Regions from separate parts of the Mus musculus genome. Here all the other regions are linked to region 7. Evidence: chromatin contacts called from public ChIA-PET, HiChIP or PLAC-seq and promoter capture Hi-C data. All regions are on one chromosome and are shown on one strand. Each heading gives the region's core, a stretch centred on a gene start, on an enhancer-like site or on the middle of the called end of the contact. The rest is flanking DNA. Distances are from core to core; before and after follow the strand shown. Region 1 holds the start of Sigirr (single immunoglobulin and toll-interleukin 1 receptor (TIR) domain). Region 2 holds the start of Sirt3 (sirtuin 3). Region 3 holds the start of Ifitm6 (interferon induced transmembrane protein 6). Region 4 holds the start of B4galnt4 (beta-1,4-N-acetyl-galactosaminyl transferase 4). Region 5 has its middle 14 kb from the start of Ifitm1. Region 6 holds the start of Pkp3 (plakophilin 3). Region 7 holds the start of Taldo1 (transaldolase 1).

Region 1 (2,891 bases), core at 378-2,877, 290 kb before region 7:
CACACCAGAAGAGGGCATCAGATCTCATTACAGATGGTTGTGAGCCACCATTTGGCTGCTGGGATTTGAACTCAGGACCTTCAGAAGAGCAACCTGCTGAGCCATCCCACCAGCCCAGTATTGTAACTTTACTACTGTTATGAATTGTAAATTCATAACAATGAATTTGTATCAAAATCAAATTTTGTAGCAAAATTGCAGTTATGAAGCAGCAATGAAAATAATCTTATGAAGCCTGGCTGTGGTGGCCCAAGCCTTTAATCCCAGCACTTGGGAGGCAGAGGCAGGCGGATTTCTGAGTTCAAGGCCAGCCTGGTCTACAAAGTGAGTTCCAGGACAGCCAGGGATACACAGAGAAATCCTGTCTCGAACCCCCCCCCCAAAAAAAAGAAAAAAAAATAACCTTATGGTTGGGGGTCACCACAACATGGGGAATTGTATTAAAGATTAAAGAGTTGCAGCTTCATAACAGTAGCAAAATTAGTTATGAAGTAGCAACAAAAATAACTTTATGGTTGGGAGTCACCACAACAAGAACTGTATTAAAGGAAGGTTGAGAACCACTGTTCTATCCCATACCCCAGCCTCAGGCCACTCTTGCATAAAAACTCAGATGGCCTCAGATATTTGCCTCTGCAGTCTTTTGAAGGCACTCCAGGGCCTCAGAATTTAAATCCCAGCCTAGACCCTCGGATCACTCAGCATTGCCTCCGTATTTTGAGGTTCCTGGAAGGCCCAGGTCCTGGAGGCACAGTCCTTGAGCTATAGGGGCATCCTGTGCTATCAGATGAGTGAGTGTTCTGGAGCTTCGGAGCTCGAAGCCCCAGGCCCGCTCCCCACTTGTGGATCCGGTTTTTTGCTGCTCAGCATCTCGACACCTGGGTGCTGCTCAGCGCTACTCTTGCGCCGCCCCTGTTTCTGGTGTGTGTTGGATCCCCACATATCTTTCTTTAAAGAAAGGAGTGTGCATAAAAGGCCTCGAGGAGACCAATTCCCCGAGTTCATCCAGCTCCTACTTCTTGCCCTTGGTCTTCTGCGGGTGGCGCACGACCTGTTTCCCGGAACTCAACAGGTGAGGCAAGCCGACCTATCAGGCACGCGTGCAGAAGATGGGGACGCGCACGGAGAGCGGAAGCGCGCCGACAGCTAGTCTGGGCGCGCACCGAACGCTGGCGCTCACAGGAGGCGAAGGCTCTGCTAGGGTCCCCGCGAGCCCGGGTCCCTGCCAGCCTCTCACTCTGCTCAGGTGTCCTAGACTTGCTTAGGTTTGAGATACGTTTGTTGGGAGCGAAGGCGAGGTATTACGACCCCTCGCCCGCCTCTACAGGCTTGCACTTAAATCAAGAGGAAGCTATTGACCATGTTGGGCAGAATGAAAAGAGCAAGGCCAGAGAAGGGGACTGGACGCAGTGCTCTCGAGCTTCCGGGCTGAGCGGGAAACCCGTCTGGTTCAGAGCTACTTCCTGCGGGACCATGGCCCCAAGGCTCCTCGGAGCAAAGTGCTCCCAGGTCCTCAACCCTAAAACTGGAGCGGCTCCAGGAACCAGGACCTCTACTCACCTCCGCGTGTCTGAGTCACGACTGCCACCCACCTGAGACTCGCGCGGAAGCTGACAGTTTACCTGTCCGAGGTGCGCAGCGGCGACAGACCCAGCGGCAGGTGCAGCCCCGCCCCGCAGGCAGGGCTAGGGCGGACCTAGTGTCCCGCTTTAAGCCTGAGGCTAGTGCTGGTGAGTGTAGGAAGTTCCGTCCCGGGATCTTCAAACTTCCCGGCTTAGGGGCAGGGTTTGGTTTGACCAAAGGAGCCCAACCAGCGCAACCCGCAAAGGGCCACCCTGCTGACTGTCATGGTGTTTTGCCTCTCCAGCCCAAACTCTTCCTTTTCCTCCAGAAAGTCTTTCTTGATTCACATCCCACTCATAACTGACCCCGTGTCTTCTCTTGCCACTCAAAACCCCAGATATTTGGAAGAACCTTCTTCCATAAGGTGCCCCGCGCTTAGACAAAGAGGCAAAGCCGGGCGGTGGTGACGCATGCCTTTAATCCCAGCACTCGGGAGGCAGAGGCAGGCGGATTTCTGAGTTCGAGGCCAGCCTGGTCTACAAAGTGAATTCCAGGACAGCCAGGGCTATAGAGAGAAACCCTGTCTTGAAAAACCAACCAACCAACCAAACAAAAACCAAAGACAATGAGGCAAACCAAAGAAGAGCCAGGTGGCCCCAGGCTGCCATAATTCATCCCATCTCAATCTAGCCCAGGGAAGAAATAATCTCTAGAAACTGGATCTACATCATGAGGCTCAGAAATCAATACACACAGGTTTATTTTGCTTGTAAAAAGTTTTGCCGCTGTACGGATCCAGGTTAACTGGGAGGGAGGGGATCCAGAAGTTACTCTCTAGGCTTCCCACAAAGCAGGAGGCCACAGAGCAGGATCTGAGGCCCAGAAGCCAGGAGGTCCATGGCTTCCCACAAAGCAGGAGGCCACAGAGCAGGATCTGAGGCCCAGAAGCCAGGAGGTCCATGGCATTTAGGCTAATTTTACTGCATGGGGGTTTTATGAGCAACCTGCAGTTCTATAGGTACTAGGGTCATTCAAGAGTCTCAAGTCAGGTCTGTACCAATCTGAACCGTAGGAAAGTTGAAGCAAACCCCACAGGCACATCTGTGCCGTTCATAAATACCCTAAATATACATGGATTTCAATGATCCCTACATATACAAGTCTCCCGTGGTTAACATATACACATGGGCTTCGTAGGATGCCCATATACACCTACATATAGTCTAGGCCCTCCTTTGATCTTCATGTATTAACATATATGTAGACCATCCAGGATCCTACATATACATGGGCCATTTTACAGCCTCCCTCAACACATACATACACAT
Region 2 (2,801 bases), core at 157-2,656, 510 kb before region 7:
AGCCTATCAGACAATTGCAAAGCCTGAGTTTGTTACTCAGCACAGACAAAAAAAAAAAGTCCAAATTTGTACATTATATTGATAAATTGTCTTGCGTCATTTGAGCTCACTGAGAAGATGGCTTTGGAAACAAGGCCGACAACCCCTTCCCTCATGCCAGACCCATGTTTGTCTCAAAGTCCAAAGTCTGGAGGGCTGGCTCCCCTAACTATGTAAAAGGACAGAGAGAGAACAGCAAAACAGCCCAAGAGTGAAAACACTTGTGCCCTTGAGAACAGAAGGGAAACGGTTTCCAGTGGAAGTCACTATAGTTTATCCCAGTATAGGAAAGTATCTGCAAGAAAAAGAATGTGCCCTCCAGTAGGAAGGAAATCCCGCAGCTCAGACAGAGGGACAGCCCACCTGGGAGCTCCAAATGACTATCTCAACTTTCTCTGCCAGTTTCTGTTAGATGTAGCAAGTGTCCAATTTGATATTACTTCCATCTGTTGCTTTACTAAAAACCTCACTGAAAGGGTCACTCTGTTCTGGCAAGGACTCTTTACTGGGAGTTCCACCGAGCTACCTTAAAGATAGCCAATAGACGTCTGCTGACTTTTTTTTTTTTTTTTGAATATGCAGTGTGATGATTTCTCTCTAACTTAATATACTCACTTATTTCAAACTGAAAATATCCCTATTATTGATCACTCTCAGGACTCTATGAGACATGTTACTATTTTGCAGACAGTATGACTGTTGGTAAAAATTTTTAGTTTCACAACCTTTATGGGGGACAATTAAAACACAAGTAACAGCTGGATGTGGTGGCATGTGACTGTAGTCTCCGACGCTTGGAGGGAGGTGGAAGCAAGGTGGATCCGGAGTTCAAGGTCATCCTCCTTCACACAGCCAGCTGAAGGCCAGTTTGAACAAGAGACCAGTCTCAAAATAATACAAACCACGTAACCTTACCCAAGGCTGTCTACTGAGAATTTGTGGTCCAAATGGGGTGCAAACACGTTTATTTATCACGTTATTTGTAATAATTCAAGATTAGAAAGTATTCAATAAGGAAATGGTGATATAAATTATAAGACATCCATACAACGAACTTCTATAAAATATTTCAAAGACTGTGCTGCAATAGTTACATAGAAAAACACCTTTAAGGAGAAGGTAGTGATGGCCGGTCAGCAAAACCTTGTAGAAGGGCGCGCCTGCCGGGTCCTTACTCCCACAATTGCTTCCAGCTACCCGCCCCTAAAACGCCGCTGATAGCCTATCTGCGAGATCCCGTGTCTCCCCTGCCGTGGCTCACCTCCCGGACCCCACAGTCTGAGCGCGGCCAATGCCAGTCGACCGCTTAGCGCCATGATGCTCTGCAGGACGACGGCGCCTAGAGGGTCAAGCGCCATCCGAATCCCCGCCCCCGTGAGCCAAGCCCCGCCCTCTCGGCACTCTTACTCCCGCCCCCCCTCTGGCCAAGTGCCGCCCTCCGGCGCCTTCCCTCGGCCGAGCCCAGCCCAGCCCCCGCACGATAACCCGAAGTGTGGAAGGCTGTGTTTATGCCTGGTGCTGGCAGCTTCTCCCTCTGTGGGACTCTGACTTATTGGTTGGGAAGCCAAACCGGGAGATTTCATCGTTTTACGCCGCTCTCGACCTCCTTGAGTAGGCGGGTGATAACTAATGCTCTCTGAGCGATTTGCATCACACCTAGTCCTCGCCAAACGCCATCCGGTTTCAGAGGACCCAAGTCTGCAGGCTTGAGGCTACGTGACCAGTCAGTGGCTAGCTGTCCCCAGGCACCTCTACTCTTTAATGCCTCAAGGGCAGGGCCAGAAACCCGGGAGAAGTTTAGCGGAAGTCAAGAACGCGGTTACCTTGACGACCGCAACCCGTGAGGCTAGTGGGACGCTCCCAGCATGCCCCGCGCGCCCGCGGTGCCGGAAGTGAGCGAGCACTTCCGTGCGCCATCCCTGCCGGTTCTGACTGCTTAGTGCTTGTGTTGTTCCCAGCTCTCTGCAATCATGAAGGATGTGCCGGCCTTCTTACAGCAGAGTCAGAGCTCCGGGCCGGGCCAGGCTGCCGTTTGGCACCGTTTGGAAGAGCTGTACACGAAGAAGTGAGCTCCGAGGCTGGGGCGGGAGGGAGAGGACTGTGGGAGGGCCAGGGGCTCTGATCAGTCCGGAGGGTCAGGGATGTGGAGGAAAGGGGTCGAGATAGCCTTAGGAGCAGAGCTGTTAACAGGGTTCTGTATCTAGACTCCCTGCGTTCCAGCCTTACCAGCTTTGATAAGAACAATTACGAATTGCTGACTTTGATATAAGAATTTGCCTATGAAAAAACACCTCTTCCTCAGAACCTTTCCACATGACAATGTCCAGCAGTTAAAACTCTTAGTGATTTCAAGAGAAATTTTTCAGTGTTTAGTATGTACCTGCCTATATATGGTGTAACATTTTGTGTTTTTCAAAACACTTTTATCTCTATTATTAAATATTATCCTTTAGTCTTGGTATGAAGTATGCTATTTCGGTGTCCTAAAGGTTCATATATTGGCTTTTTTAAAGTATTGGCTTATTTCATCCTTCCTATTGACAGATAAGATTGAATATCAGTTTTCTATTCTGTGAGGTATTCAGCTAATAAGTAAGAGAGAATGGAGTTCAAAATATAGCTGTAGAATTCTAAAGTCACAACCAATGCCTTCAAGGCTGAAGGCATCCGTTTCTTCACATTAGGATGTGGGGCTGAGGGCTTTTTGTTTTGTAGGTTGTGGCATTGGAATTCCAGTTGACACTCAGAGTGGGAGTTGACGC
Region 3 (2,907 bases), core at 215-2,714, 380 kb before region 7:
TTCCTGTACTCTAGGGACATGGAGCCGGAGGTAAGCAATGCTTAGTTACTGCCTGCCTGGGACTGCTAGGTAAAAGAGAACACTATTCAGGATGCTTGTCAGCTGCTGTCTCCATCCTGAGGCCAGAATCCTACTTATCTGTGGATGCCCTGCACTATACACCCATCCACACCCACCCCATCCACACCCCTACCTCTTCAACAAGGAGAAAGCCAGGGAAACTCTGAGTAAGCTCAGTAGGGAGCAGTCAGGGGATAGGAAGTCTCACCACAATCGCTACCACGTGCACTTTATTGAATCCACTGTGAACATATGCATGAGGATAAACATTTACAGGAGGGTAGAGTGACAGGTTAGGGCCTCTGGCCAGGATAAGGGGCAACTCTGAGGGGCAGAGCACATGAATGCTTTCTTCACGAAGACAGTGCATGGAAGAATTTAGTAGTCCATTGACTTTGACAGTGCATGGAGTCCCACCCTTAGTATCTAATAGGTACTAAAGATACTAAATTCGGTACTAGTTTAGTTAATTAATAATTAGCTAACTAACTAGTTAGTACCTAACTAGTGGTTCTATTATCTTTGGTTACCTAGTAAGTTAAAGCTGTATAAAACGATAAGCATGATGTAGAAGATGAGGGAGATGACCAGAGCAAGGATGTTCAGAATCTTGGCGGTTGAAGCATGGGATTGGGCCCCAGTCATGTCGCCCACCATCTTCCGGTCCCTGGACTGAAAGAGATGAAAAGATCAGTGTGGCCTTGGAGCAAGTCATCAAGAGCCAGATGCTTTGCCTCAGTTTCCCCATTGTCCTTCCCGCTCAGTGCAGTCTCCTTCCTAATATCAGGGACCCCTCTCCCTTTCACACACTCAGACCATTCAGCAGACCCAAGAACTGTATGCTCAGCTCACCATGGGGCACCATTTTTTGTAAGTCTCACTTGCACCCAGCCTGGTGCCCCAGTCTGCAGGGTGAAGGGGCATTCCAGAAACTAAGCAGTAAGCAGAATGAATCCCTCTAAACTAGAGTGGAGACAGTCTCACCCCAGAATCCCTGGGCATTCTCTCCTTTTGCTTACATAGGAGAGTCTCCTACATACAACCCACATATACATTCTATATGCTACTTACACAGTCTATACATACAAACACATAAGTACATTCAGGACACCAAGGTGTGTCACACATACACAAACACAAAGCTGTACATGACCCAGGTGTCCTCTGGGCAGGAGGAGCCACAACCACATACATACCTTCTACAACACTCACCTTCACCGAGTAGATGTAGGCAATGAAACCCAGGCAGCAGCCATTCATGAACACTGTGTTAAATGTAGACCAGGTAATGTGATCCGGCTGGATAACATCACTGTTGATGCAAACCACAGTGGATGGCACTGGAGCTGAGTCAGGATCCCTCTTAACCATGTTTTTGTGCTTAAAGGAAGCAAGGAAGCTCTTGTTTCAAGGAAGTTCATATGGGTGGTGGAGTCACAGGCACTTTTATAGAACCATTGTGGTGTAAGATCCACATGCATGGGGAGGGGTTACATAAGATTGCTTCATACCCCACACACCCTCCCCACCCCACCTCCGCCCCCGCCTCCACCACCTCCTCAGTGGCCTCTTCAAAGTTCTACTTTCTCCAAAATTTCTGTTCCTGTTTGTAAACCAATGAACTGTCTGGGAAGTGGGAAGTGAAAACAGATTACTGAATGGTAATCACACTAGGATAGGGTTCAAGAAGGGCAAAAATCGGGAGACCCTCCTATACCAGATCCCAGTTCAGGACTTAGTCCTCTACCTCCCCAGCCCAGGCCAATAGCTACAGCAGCTATTTCCCCAGTCAGGAACCTGAAGCCTTCTACCATCCCATCTCCAGGGTGCCGAAGGTCAGTCCTCAAGATAGGAGCCTTCTCTGCAGAAACCCATGTCCACTTACTGGCTGACTTGCTTCAGACCAGGGCCAGAGAAAGCTACAAATCACTGCCATCCCTGTTGAGCCAGGACCAATGGATGGTCAGTACGGTGCCTTTCAGGCCAGGGCTCTGCTCACAGGCTGGGAGACTGCACTATTTATTTCAGACACTTGGCAGCGCCTTTGCAGTGCTAACTAACTTATTCATGTGATTCCACTTTCCCTTCTCAACCTTTATCCTTTTACTAAAAGACTTGGAGTTTGGGGGAAGATGGATATGTCTGGACCACACCCAGTGAGGCCACGAAATTCGCAACACCTGGTTGGCCGAGACCTTTCTGACACTGCAATCTCTTTTTCTTGCCTCAGTACACCCTGCCGGAAAGATGGCAAAACAGGATCGGAAAGAGATAAAGCAAGTTATGAATGTGCTCTTCAGTTTCCTCTGAATGACAGAAATTATGTTCCTGGAACAGTCCCCACCCCCAGGCCCCGGCCCTCTCCTCACACCACAGATGCTAGGCTACCTGCTCTTACTGTGTTCTCAGAAGCCCCAGGACCAGTAGATCTCAGCATGGCCAGGCCACCAAGGATAGAATGTCTTGTCCTAGCAGCCTGGACTTTTGGGTTCCTTCAAGCTGCTGTGCTTGGGGCTGGAGAGATGACTCAGTGATTAAGAGCACTGACTGCTCTTCCAGAGGTCCTGAGTTCAATTCCCAGCAACCACATGGTGGCTCACAACCATTTGTAATGGGATCCTTTGCCCTCTTCTGGTGTGTCTGAAGACAGCTACAGTGTAGTCATAGAAATAAAATAAATCTAAAAAAAAAAAAAAAAAAACTGCTGTGCTGGATCTTCCTTAAGGTAATTGTGTGACCAAGGGTGTTGGCATGTGGTAAGTTGTACCCATCGGGCGCATGGAGTATAAAGCATGGACTGACTTTCGAAGACTTGGTGTTCTGGTTCCAGTTCTGCTGCTATGACAA
Region 4 (2,700 bases), core at 69-2,568, 330 kb before region 7:
CTTTTCTTCTTCTTGTTCTTCTCTATTGCTCCCTCAAGTCTTCCTGTTGTAAAGATGTCTTTTAGCTGGATGACTAGGAAGATGAAAAAGTAGCTACAACAAGCTGGTGTGTGCTGAGACAATGTTCAGGATATAAACAAGTGCAGGCATCAGAAACAAAGTCAGGACAGGAAACCAGCTGATGAGAACAGCAGCTGATGCCTGGAAGAAAGTTAAAACAAAACAAAACAAAACAAAAAAACCCGACAGAAACAATTAAAAAGTTTTTTTTTTAAAGAAAGAAATGTGGCCAATTTGATTTTATGTCCCAAGGATACATAGTGATGGTGGGGTAATGTTAAAAACAAAGGCAAGCCAGGTGTGGTGACACATGCCTTGAATCCCAGCACTCAGGAGGCAGAGGCAAGCAGCGGTCTAAGAGCTCCAGGCCAACTAAGGCTACACAGTGAGACACTGTCTCAAAACAACACAAACTAAACAAAACCAGCAAAGCCACCTTGCAAACAGCACAGTGGTGCATGTGGTATGGGAAGGCTCCCTTGCCTACTGAGCTGGAGGCCACCCCTTAGAACAGACACTGGAAGTTGCCCAGTCATCTCCACTGGGGCACACCCACCCAGGGTGCGAAGGTCTCTAAGAGATTCCATCTCCTTCCAATGGCTTCTTTCTACTTAAGGCCATGGCATCACGGAGGAAGGGAGACTATTTAAATGTCCAGTCCCCATTCCTAACCCACGAGCTCTGCAGGCTCACAGCAGCTTCTGCTACACCAACTGAAGTACCCTGGTCATTAGGCTGGAACCTCAAAGAGAAGCGGCTGGTGGTAAGGTGGGAGAGAGGTGGTAGTCAGGAGGGCTGGGATGCACCAGCTAGAAAGCGAATGGAGTGCACAACTGAAGCTATCTGGATAGAACCACCCTCCACCCACCTGTCCTTCCTTACAGCTAGCCGAGAACATCCCAGCCTCGTTTTAGTCCGACTGAGAGGAAGGCTGAGCTCCTTCTCTGCGTGCTCATTATTCCCAGCGTTTTCCCAGACACGCAGCCGGATTCCCGCAGCACCCCTCGTCCCTGCCATGGCCTCCACAGTAACAACGACCTCTTACATCCCTCTCCCCGACGTCCCTGGTGTCCCTCACCGCAGATTCGGTCCCCACAACCCCCGCATCCCCGGGCGCGCGGCCGGCGAACACCAGGTGAATGCGCGCGTCGTGTGGATCATTGGCACACCCTAACGCGCCACCCCGCCTCCGAGCATCACGGATTGGTTGTACGCGGGCTGGCCGCGGCCGATTGGCTCGGGCACCGCGACCATCGGTCCCGTTTCACGCTGGGTAGCACCGCAGCGTGGATGCTGCTCGGTCCCGCGGCGTCCAGAGGAGCGTGAGCAGCCGGGAGGGGCGGGCGGGGGAGCGCCTCAAGGAGCCGCTCCCGCCGCCCACCCCGACCGCGGCCTGAGCAGCCCGGGAGTAGTGGCCGAATCCCGTAGTCCCCGCAGCGGACAAAGGACCATGCGGTGCTGCAGGCGCTAAGCGCAGCAGGGTGGGCCGGGGGATGTGGGGCGGGGCAGGCGGGGCCGGGGGGCCGCAGCGACGCCCCTGATTGTGGCGCCGCGATGCCGTGGTTCCCGGTGAAGAAGGTCCGCAAGCAGATGAAGCTGCTGCTGCTGTTGCTGCTGCTCACCTGCGCCGCGTGGCTCACGTATGTGCACCGGAGCCTGGTGCGCCCGGGCCGCGCGCTACGCCAGCGGCTGGGCTACGGGCGAGGTACGCGATGGCGCGTAGCGAGAGGGCCCGGACCTCCCAAGGCCTGGGGGTCTGACTGCCCAGAGCCCCTGCTGTCCTGCTCCTCCCAGCTCAGCTATATTGGGGGAGGGGTCGCGGTTCTGTTCGGCGGGACGCCCAGTGACGTCAGCAGTAACGCCAGGGACCCTCGGGGCTCATCCCTACCTTTTCCGACCCTGGAATCTGGCTTAGATCCGGTGGTGATGGAGTTAACGGTGGGCCCTTGGGGGAACCGGTGCCCTCAGCTAAGAGGCTTGTCAGGCCATTGCCTACTTAGCAGGGCCTCGGTTTCCTCATCTTCTGGAAGGTGGGGAGGTAAGGGTGGTGTTGAGGGATCCAGCTGCCTAGAGTGGCCAGAGCAGCTGGAAACCCTGGGTACACCTGTGAGTGAACTGAGATGTCTGTGTGCTAGGGACCAATGCTAACTTGAGTAAATGCTTGCTGTAGTTTGCACGTTTAAGAGTGGTCAGAGGATGTACAAAGCAACTTAGGCCTGTGGGTAAGAATCCGGGGAGAACCTCTGGAGTTGGTGGCCATTGGACCCACACCTTGGGGGAAAACTCTCCAGAGCAGGGTGAACATCAATGACAGCTAGGTAGAGAAAGACCAGGGAATGAGCCTGGAGAAGCCTAACCAAGCCACGTAGAGCTCAGCCCCATCTTTGTGAGGGAAGCTGGTGAGCTGAGGAGGGGAGCAAGTATCTCTCCTCTCAAAGTCTCAGAGCAGTGACACTGGCTCACTATGTTCTGGTCCAGTCCACCTGATGGATCCAGAACTCCCTTTTCAGCCCTGCACCTGTCTCCTGCCTGCAGAGGCCCTCTGCCTCTTCTTATGCCTGGACAACTGTTTCCAGACATCTTCCAGCAGATCCTGGGCCAAGGATCTGAGACAGATCCCAGCCCTCAAGAAAGTCTATG
Region 5 (2,923 bases), core at 97-2,596, 410 kb before region 7:
GTGACACATCAGCAAGGTACAAATGAGGTTACCAGATGCTTAAAGACTCTTACACAAAACAGAGGAATGTAAACACAAAGACTGGCAGGAACTGGGCAATAAAACAACTGAGACAAAGTCAGCCCTATCTAAGGTCAGCTATAGTCTCAGAAGCCAGGTGTGAGGTCTTTACACTCCTAGGTCAAGGGCTTTCATACCCAAGTTATGGTTCTAATTAGGGAGTTCTGCTCTAGCTAACGATCTCATGAATAATGCAATATTCTAAAACCACAGCCTGGTCTACTTCCTAAACCATTGTAAATTCCTGTATATGGGAGCAACTTGGCTTTTATTGTAAGTGATAGTGTAGTACTAGAGGCAATTCTGAATGTCACTAATTAGGCAACATTCTTACTGAATTCCAAGCCCATGATCAGCTCAAGGACTTTCTAGGATGTTGGAACACTGGCGAAGGCTTAGCTATGTCAGAATTCAATCTTAAAAGGCACTTATAATAAAATAATACTAAAAGAGAGCATGTGGGTCCATACACCAGACTAACACAGGGATAGGGTATGAGTATATGGGTTAATGAGAATGCCAAGGTTCCAGGAGGTGAATTCCTTTTGAAACTCTATGCCTCGTGAGTGCTCCCAGGCTTCTCAGCCTGTCAAGCAGACTTCACTGGAGTGTGTGTGGCAGATCATCAAGAAACATTGTAATGCAACCCAGAGTGTAGGCACCCAGGCCTTTAATCCCAGCACCCAGAGACAAAGGCAGGCAGATCTCTGTAAATTCCAAGACAACCAAGGCTATGTAGAGAAATCCTGTTTTTAAGAAAAGAAAGACGGAAGGAAGGAAGGAAGGAAGGAAGGAAGGAAGGAAGGAAGGAAGGAAGGAAAGAAGGATGGGAGAGAGAGGAAGAAAGAAAGAGAGAAAGAGAGAAAGAGAGAAAGAAAGAAAGAAAGAAAGAAAGAAAGAAAGAAAGGAAGAAAGGAAGAAAGGGAGGGAGGGAGGGAGGGAGAGAGAGAGAGAGAGAGAGAGAGAGAGAGAGAAAGGAAGGAAGGAAGGAAGGAAGGAAGAAAGAAAGAAAGAAAGAAAGAAAGAAAGAAAGAAAGAAAGAAAGAAAGAAAGAAAACAGAGCTGGGTAGTGGTGGTGCACGCCTTTAATCCCAGCACGCGGGAGGCAGAGGCAGACAGATTTCTGAGTTCGAGGCCAGCCTGGTTGTAGACAGCCAGGGCTACACAGAGAAACCCTGTCTAAAAAAAAAAAAAAAGATTGTAATGTTGGTCAGTGTAGCCTAGACTTGCACAGTTACTCACTCCACCCTTTACGTTAAAGATTGCCACAAGCTAGCATGACCACAAACACCCAAACCACAAACACCCAGAAGGAGAAGAAGGCCTCTATTGTCTGGGGAGATCTTTGTCTCTGACCGGAGATGACTGCATATTTGCCCCGTTAGCCCACCTCACGCTATCACTTTTCCTTCCCTATATTTGTAACTTGAAGCTCCAGACTCAAGAGGTTAATTTGCCGGGAATGGTTCACTTTTGGGTTCTTGGCCAAAACAAAAGGCTCCTTCCTTACCCATTACTCTCTTGAGTCATGGGTCTCATCAAGTGACAGCAGCATTCGTTGGAACTGTTCTGACTCCATCACTCCAGAGAAGTTTGCCAGAGTCCCTATCTCCAGCTCTAGAAAGCCCTGTACAGACTTCCCTAGAGAGTGAGAAAGCATCTAGAAAAGGACTTGTCTTGTTCCAGGGCACTGGCACCATGTGCAGGAGAACAGAGAGAGCTGTGACTGGGAACACTCTCAGACACAGTGGAGGTCATGATGAAGGCATCTGGATAGAGTGAGACATAATGGAGACAGACCGTCATCGGTCAGGTGGCAGAGGAGATTTATAAACCAGGATAGCTAGGGGAAGCCATGTGCGGTGCTGAGAGGACAGCCAACACTGAGCTTGAAGCTTCTTACAAAAGAGCCGCAGTTTTATCCATCATGTACCGACCAATCTATGGGCTAACTGGTGCAAGCATCGATCAGCAAGTCTAGTTCCATGGTTGGCTCTGGACAGGGCTTTGTCACCAACAGCAGACTGTCCTGGTCCACAGATCTGTGCCTCCCTGAGCTGATGAGTATGTGTGAAGGCGAGTGAATTGATTGATCCGGTCTCTAACAAGCAAAAACACTAGCAGGATGAGACGCTCAGTGCTAACCAGAGTTGCTAGAACGTACCATGAAATACCTAGCTGCAACTGGGGACGCTGCAAGAACCGAGGGGCTCCACTGACTTTTTTTTTTTTTTTAAAGATTTATTTTATTTATTTATTTATTATATGTAAGTACACTGTAGCTGTCTTCAGACACACCAGAAGAGGGCATCAGATCTCATTACGGGTGGTTGTGAGCCACCATGTGGTTGCTGGGATTTGAACTTCAGACCTTCGGAAGAGCAGTCGGGTGCTCTTACCCACTGAGCCATCTCACCAGCCCTCCACTGACTTTTATCAAGGAGTTAGAGGTCATTTGCCCTCACCCTCAGCTTTGCCACAGGCAACACCTCTGACTTGGTTACTGTGCGAACTGGTGAGGTAGCAAAAGCTACCGGAGTTGTTTTTCAGAAAGCTAGAAACCACTTTCCTTTATCTCAGACTGGATGAAACCACTCATCCTTCAGTAGCCAGCATCTCCTAGACATGCCCCTCTCAGGAGCCACAATGATCGCAGTCTTCATGCCCTTCATCTCACACCACTAGACTTTAGCCCACTACAAAGAACTTGACATCTGCTTTCTTGTCTGTGTGCCTAGCGAATAACCGTTTTCTCTTCGACAAACCTTGTCCTTGTCATGATTAGCACCAAGTGGTGACACATCTCTCAGGAAAATTCACCCAGCCAGGTTTCTCTCTGGGAAACCATGAAGCCCAGAAACTC
Region 6 (2,700 bases), core at 144-2,643, 310 kb before region 7:
CTACAGCAGGGACCTCCAGAATGAGCCAGGGAGCCAGTGGGGGCCAGACCAGCGGCAAGGTAGGTTGCCCAGCCCCTGCCTCCAGCCACAACCAGTAGATCCCCGCCAGATTCTATCCTGGGGGTAGGGGGCTTCACCCTCGGTGCTCTCTCCCCAGCAATCTCTGACCTCTGACCTCTGACTCCCATCCTCTAGCCCTTCCTACTCATCCTGATCCTGTCCTGGATGCTGTCATTCTCTGAGCACTCTCCGTTTCCAGGACTCTGCGCCTAGTCACCCTCTGTTAATGTCTTTAAGAGTCCAGGACTCTTAAAGGGCCTGGTGTGGGACAGAGAGCTCAGGCTGAGCCCAGGGACTAGATTTTAGAAAAGTACAGCCCTTAGGATAGAGACCCAGGAATACTTAAGGGAAGTCCCAGGGAACGTGAGGCAACTTGTTCCCATACGCCAACTTTCCTAGTTTTGTCTTTTAACCTTCCCAATCTACCTAGATGGCCGGCCTAACTCACAGCATGCTAGCCTACCTGACAGGGGTGCTTGGGAGACCTTCTAGGAACAAGCTTTGGTGCCCCTCACTTCCAGTCTCCCCGCTTTCTCTAGCCCAGCTCTCCCCCCAAACCTCCTGGCCCCCCAGCCTGGCAGGTGCTGACATGAGCCTAGGCCCCTCTGAGTCAACCCCCTGGGGCAGCCCCGCCTGCCAGCCATGACTCAGATGTTGGGAACGGGGCCTCCCACCCCAGGCCTGGGGGGCAGAAGCTGGGGAGAGATGCCAGAGAGGGCCAAGCAGCCCTTCTGAAGCCTCTGTACAGGTAGAGGCTGGGGTGAGTTTCCAGATTCGCAGGTCAGGGGGTGGACATATGTCTACCTCACTGGGCTCTCTTATTGAGTTGTCAGGCCCAGGTTTAGGGCCATCATGGTACTGCTCTTGACCCTAAAACTCTAGCACTCAAGTTCTTTATCCTCTATCCGGACTCTGTAAACCTGAAACTGTGTCTGGATGCCAACCCTGCTGGGACCTCAACAAGCCTGGGTCCAGCTGTCTTGGAAGCTGCTTGGTCTTTGGTACTCTAGAGCTCCCAACCCCCCAGGCTGGGACATTCCTTCTCATATGGCTTGTAGTGACAGGCTCCCACAGGCTCCCTGCCCTACTCTCAAACTGAGAACGCTGGCACCCATGGGGTTTGGTCTGGACTTGGAAGACTGAGAGCAAGTAGAACCCACGTTCCTGTGGCCCTGGGACAGGAGGAAAGGGAAGGCCAGGCGACTTGAGGACACGCAGGGCCAGTTCTTCCGCCCAAATTCCACCTTAAGCAGGCAGAGGCCCCTCCCTCCCACCTGGCCCAGGTGTCCCCGCCCCCAGCCAAGCTCTGGGCTGGGCGGGCGGGCGGGCGTCTGTCTATGAGAGCCAGCCAGGAAGAGACTCTGGAACCGGGCCTCGAGGGACAAGACCGGGAGAGGCCCAGGACAGGTGGGCTGGCTAGTCGCCCCTGTCACTATGCAGGAAGGTAACTTCCTGCTGTCTGCCCTGCAGCCTGAGACTGGTGTTTGCTCCCTGGCTCTGCCTTCGGACCTACAGCTGGATCGCCGGGGTGCGGAGGGACCGGAGGCTGATCGACTTAGAGCTGCCAGAGTCCAGGAGCAAGTCCGAGCCCGCCTCCTGCAGCTGGGCCAGCAGTCGCGGCACAATGGGTCTGCTGAGCTTGATGGCTCCGCGGAGAGCGCCAGAGGTAGGCCAACTTTGGGTATGGTAGGCGACAGAGGGTAATGAAGTTGGTAGTGGTGACAGTGGCCGGTGGAGGTGGCCAGGGCAGGAGTGGTGGTGCCAGGGGCAGAAGCCGTCCAAGCTCGGGGTTCAGGCTTTGACTCACCTTACAGAGGCCTGTTCTGAGTCACTGCCCCGCCCCAGCAGGCATAGGGAGTAGCCTGGGTGGGGCATCTCTCCTTCCCCAGCCGGGACAGGGGTCCTGGGGCTGGGCCTACCCACTCCCTAAGTTGGAAAGACTTGGAGGCACAAGGTGAGCAGCCAGGCCCACCTGTCGGCAAACCCCCAAACACATTCCCTCCCAGCACCACAGAACACAGGCATACTTGAGGTCTCAGAGAGGCCAGAGTGCCTCCTGACCAAATGGTAACAGCATGTGAGAGAGGGGTGATCCTGGATAGAGCCCAGGTCTGTCTGGAGCAGGGGCTCCCTGAGGAATTGCAGAACTGGGCCTACCAGGAGTGACCCAGATACACTTCATGAGAATAGCCCAAAGGGTACTCCTCAGGGGCAGTGTGTGTGTGTGTGTGTGTGTGTGTGTGTGTGTCTGTGTCTGTGTCTTTGTGTGTGTTAGAGGGTCACTCAGACAGGCTGGGCTCAAGGCAGTCACTCCAGAAACATCCTTTCCATACCTGCCAGGCTACAACAACAGGAATTAAATTTAGCCAGTACAATGAACCTCTGTTCGGAGGTCCAGCCCTCAGTTCTCAGTGGTCCCATGATGTCTGGCCAGAAGGAGAGGGTTGTCTGGCAGAAGGGCAGGTCAGGAGCTGGATTGCTGCCTAAAATCTGAGCCTAAGTCTTTCTGGAGCCAAGTTGATGCCCAGGGGTCATGGGGTGGGGGAGGGTACACGGAGGGGTTAATTATCACTTGGCTACCCTGCCAATTAGGGGGAGGAGGATAGTAATTTGAGGGTGGGCGTAAGGTCCCCAGGCTGG
Region 7 (2,766 bases), core at 260-2,759:
AAAAGTCCATCTTCCAGTGAACTTGAATAGAGTCAGCTGGAGCCAAGTATGGTGGCCCCTGCCTGTAATCTGAGCACTTGGAAGGCAGGGGCAGGAAGACCAAGAGTTCAAGGCCAGTCTCCTTTCAAAGAAAAATCTATTTTTAAAAGATACTAAAAAAAAAAAAAAAAAAAAAAAAAGTGTGTTGGTTACTTTTTTTTGTCAACTTGACACAGCTCGGATTTTGCAGGAGGAGGGAACTTCGAATGAGAGAATGCCTCTGTCCTCAAGATTAGCAAGTCAGTCGGCAAGGCTTTTTCCCTTTGGCGAGTCTGGAGCTCCCTATGTAAACCAGGCTGGCCTTGAATCCACCTGCCACTGCCTCCAGAATGCTGGGATTAAAGGTCTGTACCACCTTGCCTGGCTCCGTTTTTAAGAAAAAATTAATTTTAAGATTAATGATTGATAAGGGAAAGCCCATAGCACCACGGTGAGTGGTGCCATCCCTGAGCAGGTGGTCCTGGAAGTTCAGGGCTGTAAAGAAAGGAGGCTGTGCAAACCAAGGGAGGCAAGCCGGTGAGAAGTTTTCTCCAGGCGCCTTTCTTGCAGTCCTTGAGTGATAGATTGTTACTTGGGAGGGTAAGGTACAATCAACCTCGCCTAGTTGCTTTGGGTGGTGGTGTTTATCACAGCAATAGAAAGCAAACTAAGACGAGTGGTAAACAAAATATTAACAGAAAATATCCGGCATACACATATATGTGTAATAGCTTGAGCCAGCATATTCAAAGAACTGCAAATCAATAATGGGAACACTGTAAAAGAAACTGCCCTTACTATTTTTATTCATGACTGAAGATTCAATTCCCCATCTCAACTTTCTCAAACTGCTGCTTATTCCAGACAGACTTCCAGCCAGGGGAGATGCAAAATCATGGGCAAGGGAAGGATCACCCAGCAGCTTAAGGCAACACCAGAACCACTCCATCTGGGAAGCGGAAACTGGTGGCTTTGCCAGAAGTCGCCCATGGGGCCATACACCTGTATTGATTCTCAGACTGTGCTTTAGCTTGTCTGCCTGTAAGCAGGGGCTGCACCGAGCTTGACTTATCGCGATCAGCAGAGAGGGCGCAGCTCCCAGTCCCTAAACTGGGAGTAGGGGAGTCCCACAGCTGGAGAAAGGGTGCACTTCTGAAGCCCCTGTAGGGAATGCACAGTTGGAGGCAAGGACCCGCTCAAGGATTAGCATGGGTGTGGAGCGAGAGCGCTGCCACCCATCCATCCGTAGTCCGTGGGGTCTGAGGCTTACTGAGCGCGCGTCTCAGTAGAATCCGTTGTCTGTTCATTCTACGCATCCGAGCTCTAGAGGGGTACAAAGAATCCACTCTCCTTGGACTGGTAGAAACTAACCACTCGCTACTGGGGAAGAGAACTCCGACCGTGACACGGGGCGTGGTCTATGGCAAGGTCTCCAAGTACATGGGCGGGGCTCGTCGTCAGGCTTCATTTAGCTTTGCTTTGATTGGCCAGGACGCGCGGGGCATTGTGGGTTAGCACGCACCGGCTACCGCCTCAGCTGTTCGCGTTTCGCCATGTCGGGGTCCCCGGTAAAGCGCCAGAGGATGGAGTCCGCCTTGGACCAGCTCAAGCAGTTCACCACCGTGGTGGCCGACACGGGTGATTTCAATGGTAAGAGGACGCGGTGCATGCGCCCTATTTAAGCTGCTGCGCCCCCAATTTTGGAACCAGCACCGGTGTGGGTGTCAGGGGCGGGGCCTCGCGGGCGCTGGAGCTGGGATTGGTGAGTTTGCGGAACCTTCAAGGATCAATAGCTCCTGGGCTATTGGTGACCCTGGGAGCCCGGCGCGAAGCCTCGGTGGGTAGAGGTAGTCCGAGAAAGTCTCCCTGACCCGGGGTGCCCCCACCCCTACTCCCAATTCCCTACGATGACACAGGCTCAACTTTGGAGCCAGTGCAGTCTGCAAGACTGGACACCATCTGCTTTTTGCAGCCTGTTGCACTGGTTTTCCACATGCAGCTGGTTACTCTCTATGGGCAGTACACAGCATGGCTGGAGTCAGACCAGTTGCACACACTAAATCAAATGGTTATCATTGTCATACTTCCTTCTCTTTTGAGACTGGGTCTCACAGTGTAGCCACAGGCTGTTCTGGAACTCCTGGTAATCCTTCTATCTTAGCCTTAGTGCTGGATCAGGCAGTGCCACCATGCGCAGCTCCAGTACTCAGATTTTCCTGGACTTGGTAGGGACGCGGAAAACAGGTGGAAAGACTTGTGCTGTTAGTCTTGCTCTCATCCTTGGAGGGTGGTGGAGGTGATCTCACATGTGCTGTGAGAAAGACTTTCAGGAAATGCTCCGTGTGAGCTCAGTACAAAAGCACTTCTGCTCTTTTCTGCTTTCTCACGGTGACTTGAGAAACAGGCTTTAATTCCTCATGAGTAAGTGCATTGTTTATCTCTCAGAGAGTCGCAGAGAGTGATTAGGCATATTTGGGCTGCTTAGCTATAAAGGACAGACTTGATGTGGGTCTAATAGCAAACCCGTCTGACACAAGCTGTGTTCGTCAGCTTCCAGAAATCCATCTGGGAGTCCTAAGGTTTTTCCACTGTGTGTGTAGTGCAGAGTTTACCGGCTAATGTTTGTGAAGAGAGCAAGAGACAGGCATGGTAGCTCACACCTGCATTTGGGAGGCAGAGGCAGGCACATCTTTATGAGTTGGAGGCCAGCCTGGGCTACATGGTTCCAGGCTAGCCTGAGCTACATAG

What was found. Promoter capture Hi-C pulls out the DNA fragments that hold promoters and counts their contacts. ChIA-PET counts read pairs in DNA pulled down with a chosen protein or histone mark. HiChIP or PLAC-seq counts read pairs in DNA pulled down with a chosen protein or histone mark. Capture Hi-C pulls out chosen DNA fragments and counts their contacts.
Region 1: an RNA polymerase II ChIA-PET map of memory CD8 T cells shows a contact between it and region 7, with 36 read pairs. The contact joins the promoter of Sigirr here to the promoter of Taldo1 in region 7. A contact is called at or near these places in 8 of 39 promoter capture datasets (the C10 cell line, the HPC-7 cell line, embryonic stem cells and 4 more), 1 of 484 Hi-C or Micro-C datasets (cortical neurons), 5 of 115 datasets of contacts at active chromatin or transcription factors (embryonic stem cells, large pre-B cells, memory CD8 T cells and 2 more) and 3 of 9 other capture datasets (adipose tissue, liver and pancreatic islet).
Region 2: a promoter capture Hi-C map of adipose tissue shows a contact between it and region 7. The contact joins the promoter of Sirt3 here to the promoter of Taldo1 in region 7. A contact is called at or near these places in 6 of 39 promoter capture datasets (the C10 cell line, the HPC-7 cell line, hippocampal neurons and 2 more), 4 of 115 datasets of contacts at active chromatin or transcription factors (embryonic stem cells, large pre-B cells, pancreatic cancer cells and 1 more) and 2 of 9 other capture datasets (adipose tissue and liver).
Region 3: a contact with region 7 is called in a promoter capture Hi-C map of the HPC-7 cell line. The contact joins the promoter of Ifitm6 here to the promoter of Taldo1 in region 7. A contact is called at or near these places in 8 of 39 promoter capture datasets (the C10 cell line, the HPC-7 cell line, embryonic stem cells and 3 more), 1 of 115 datasets of contacts at active chromatin or transcription factors (bone marrow-derived dendritic cells) and 1 of 9 other capture datasets (liver).
Region 4: a contact with region 7 is called in an H3K4me3 HiChIP or PLAC-seq map of embryonic stem cells, with 13 read pairs. The contact joins the promoter of B4galnt4 here to the promoter of Taldo1 in region 7. A contact is called at or near these places in 4 of 115 datasets of contacts at active chromatin or transcription factors (effector CD8 T cells, embryonic stem cells, pancreatic cancer cells and 1 more) and 1 of 9 other capture datasets (liver).
Region 5: a contact with region 7 is called in a FOXA1 HiChIP or PLAC-seq map of pancreatic cancer cells. The contact joins the enhancer-like site here to the promoter of Taldo1 in region 7. A contact is called at or near these places in 1 of 39 promoter capture datasets (liver) and 4 of 115 datasets of contacts at active chromatin or transcription factors (bone marrow-derived dendritic cells, embryonic stem cells, microglia and 1 more).
Region 6: a contact with region 7 is called in a promoter capture Hi-C map of pancreatic islet. The contact joins the promoter of Pkp3 here to the promoter of Taldo1 in region 7. A contact is called at or near these places in 3 of 39 promoter capture datasets (hippocampal neurons, liver and pre-B cells), 4 of 115 datasets of contacts at active chromatin or transcription factors (memory CD8 T cells, microglia, pancreatic cancer cells and 1 more) and 4 of 9 other capture datasets (adipose tissue, embryonic stem cells, liver and 1 more).

What each region holds. Positions count from the first base shown.
Region 1 is chr7:141,098,919-141,101,809 of GRCm38.p6, forward strand. It overlaps Sigirr (single immunoglobulin and toll-interleukin 1 receptor (TIR) domain), which reads right to left and starts at 1,628. Exons shown (of 10, transcript NM_001355055.1): 1 at 1,561-1,628. It overlaps Ano9 (anoctamin 9), which reads right to left. Exons shown (of 24, transcript NM_178381.3): 24 at 2,301-2,891.
Region 2 is chr7:140,880,463-140,883,263 of GRCm38.p6, forward strand. It overlaps Sirt3 (sirtuin 3), which reads right to left and starts at 1,407. Exons shown (of 7, transcript NM_001127351.1): 1 at 1,301-1,407. Psmd13 (proteasome (prosome, macropain) 26S subunit, non-ATPase, 13) reads left to right here and starts at 1,932. Exons shown (of 13, transcript NM_011875.4): 1 at 1,932-2,104. The coding sequence starts at 2,010.
Region 3 is chr7:141,015,428-141,018,334 of GRCm38.p6, forward strand. Ifitm6 (interferon induced transmembrane protein 6) reads right to left here and starts at 1,465. Exons shown (of 2, transcript NM_001033632.1): 1 at 1,273-1,465; 2 at 385-732. The coding sequence starts at 1,431. The coding sequence ends at 577.
Region 4 is chr7:141,059,660-141,062,359 of GRCm38.p6, forward strand. It overlaps B4galnt4 (beta-1,4-N-acetyl-galactosaminyl transferase 4), which reads left to right and starts at 1,319. Exons shown (of 20, transcript NM_177897.4): 1 at 1,319-1,765. The coding sequence starts at 1,615. It overlaps Gm39114 (a long non-coding RNA gene), which reads right to left and starts at 1,380. Exons shown (of 2, transcript XR_881000.2): 1 at 1,139-1,380.
Region 5 is chr7:140,980,560-140,983,482 of GRCm38.p6, forward strand. No RefSeq gene overlaps it. Among named protein-coding and RNA genes, the nearest start is that of Ifitm1, 14 kb to the left of the region's middle. Within about 2 kb of position 1,347, at least 81 of the 459 cell types and tissues checked have an H3K27ac peak or open chromatin away from gene starts, as enhancers often do. A contact at or near this core is called in bone marrow-derived dendritic cells and pancreatic cancer cells, where this site is marked.
Region 6 is chr7:141,078,376-141,081,075 of GRCm38.p6, forward strand. Pkp3 (plakophilin 3) reads left to right here and starts at 1,394. Exons shown (of 13, transcript NM_019762.2): 1 at 1,394-1,726. The coding sequence starts at 1,495.
Region 7 is chr7:141,390,651-141,393,416 of GRCm38.p6, forward strand. Taldo1 (transaldolase 1) reads left to right here and starts at 1,510. Exons shown (of 8, transcript NM_011528.4): 1 at 1,510-1,668. The coding sequence starts at 1,572.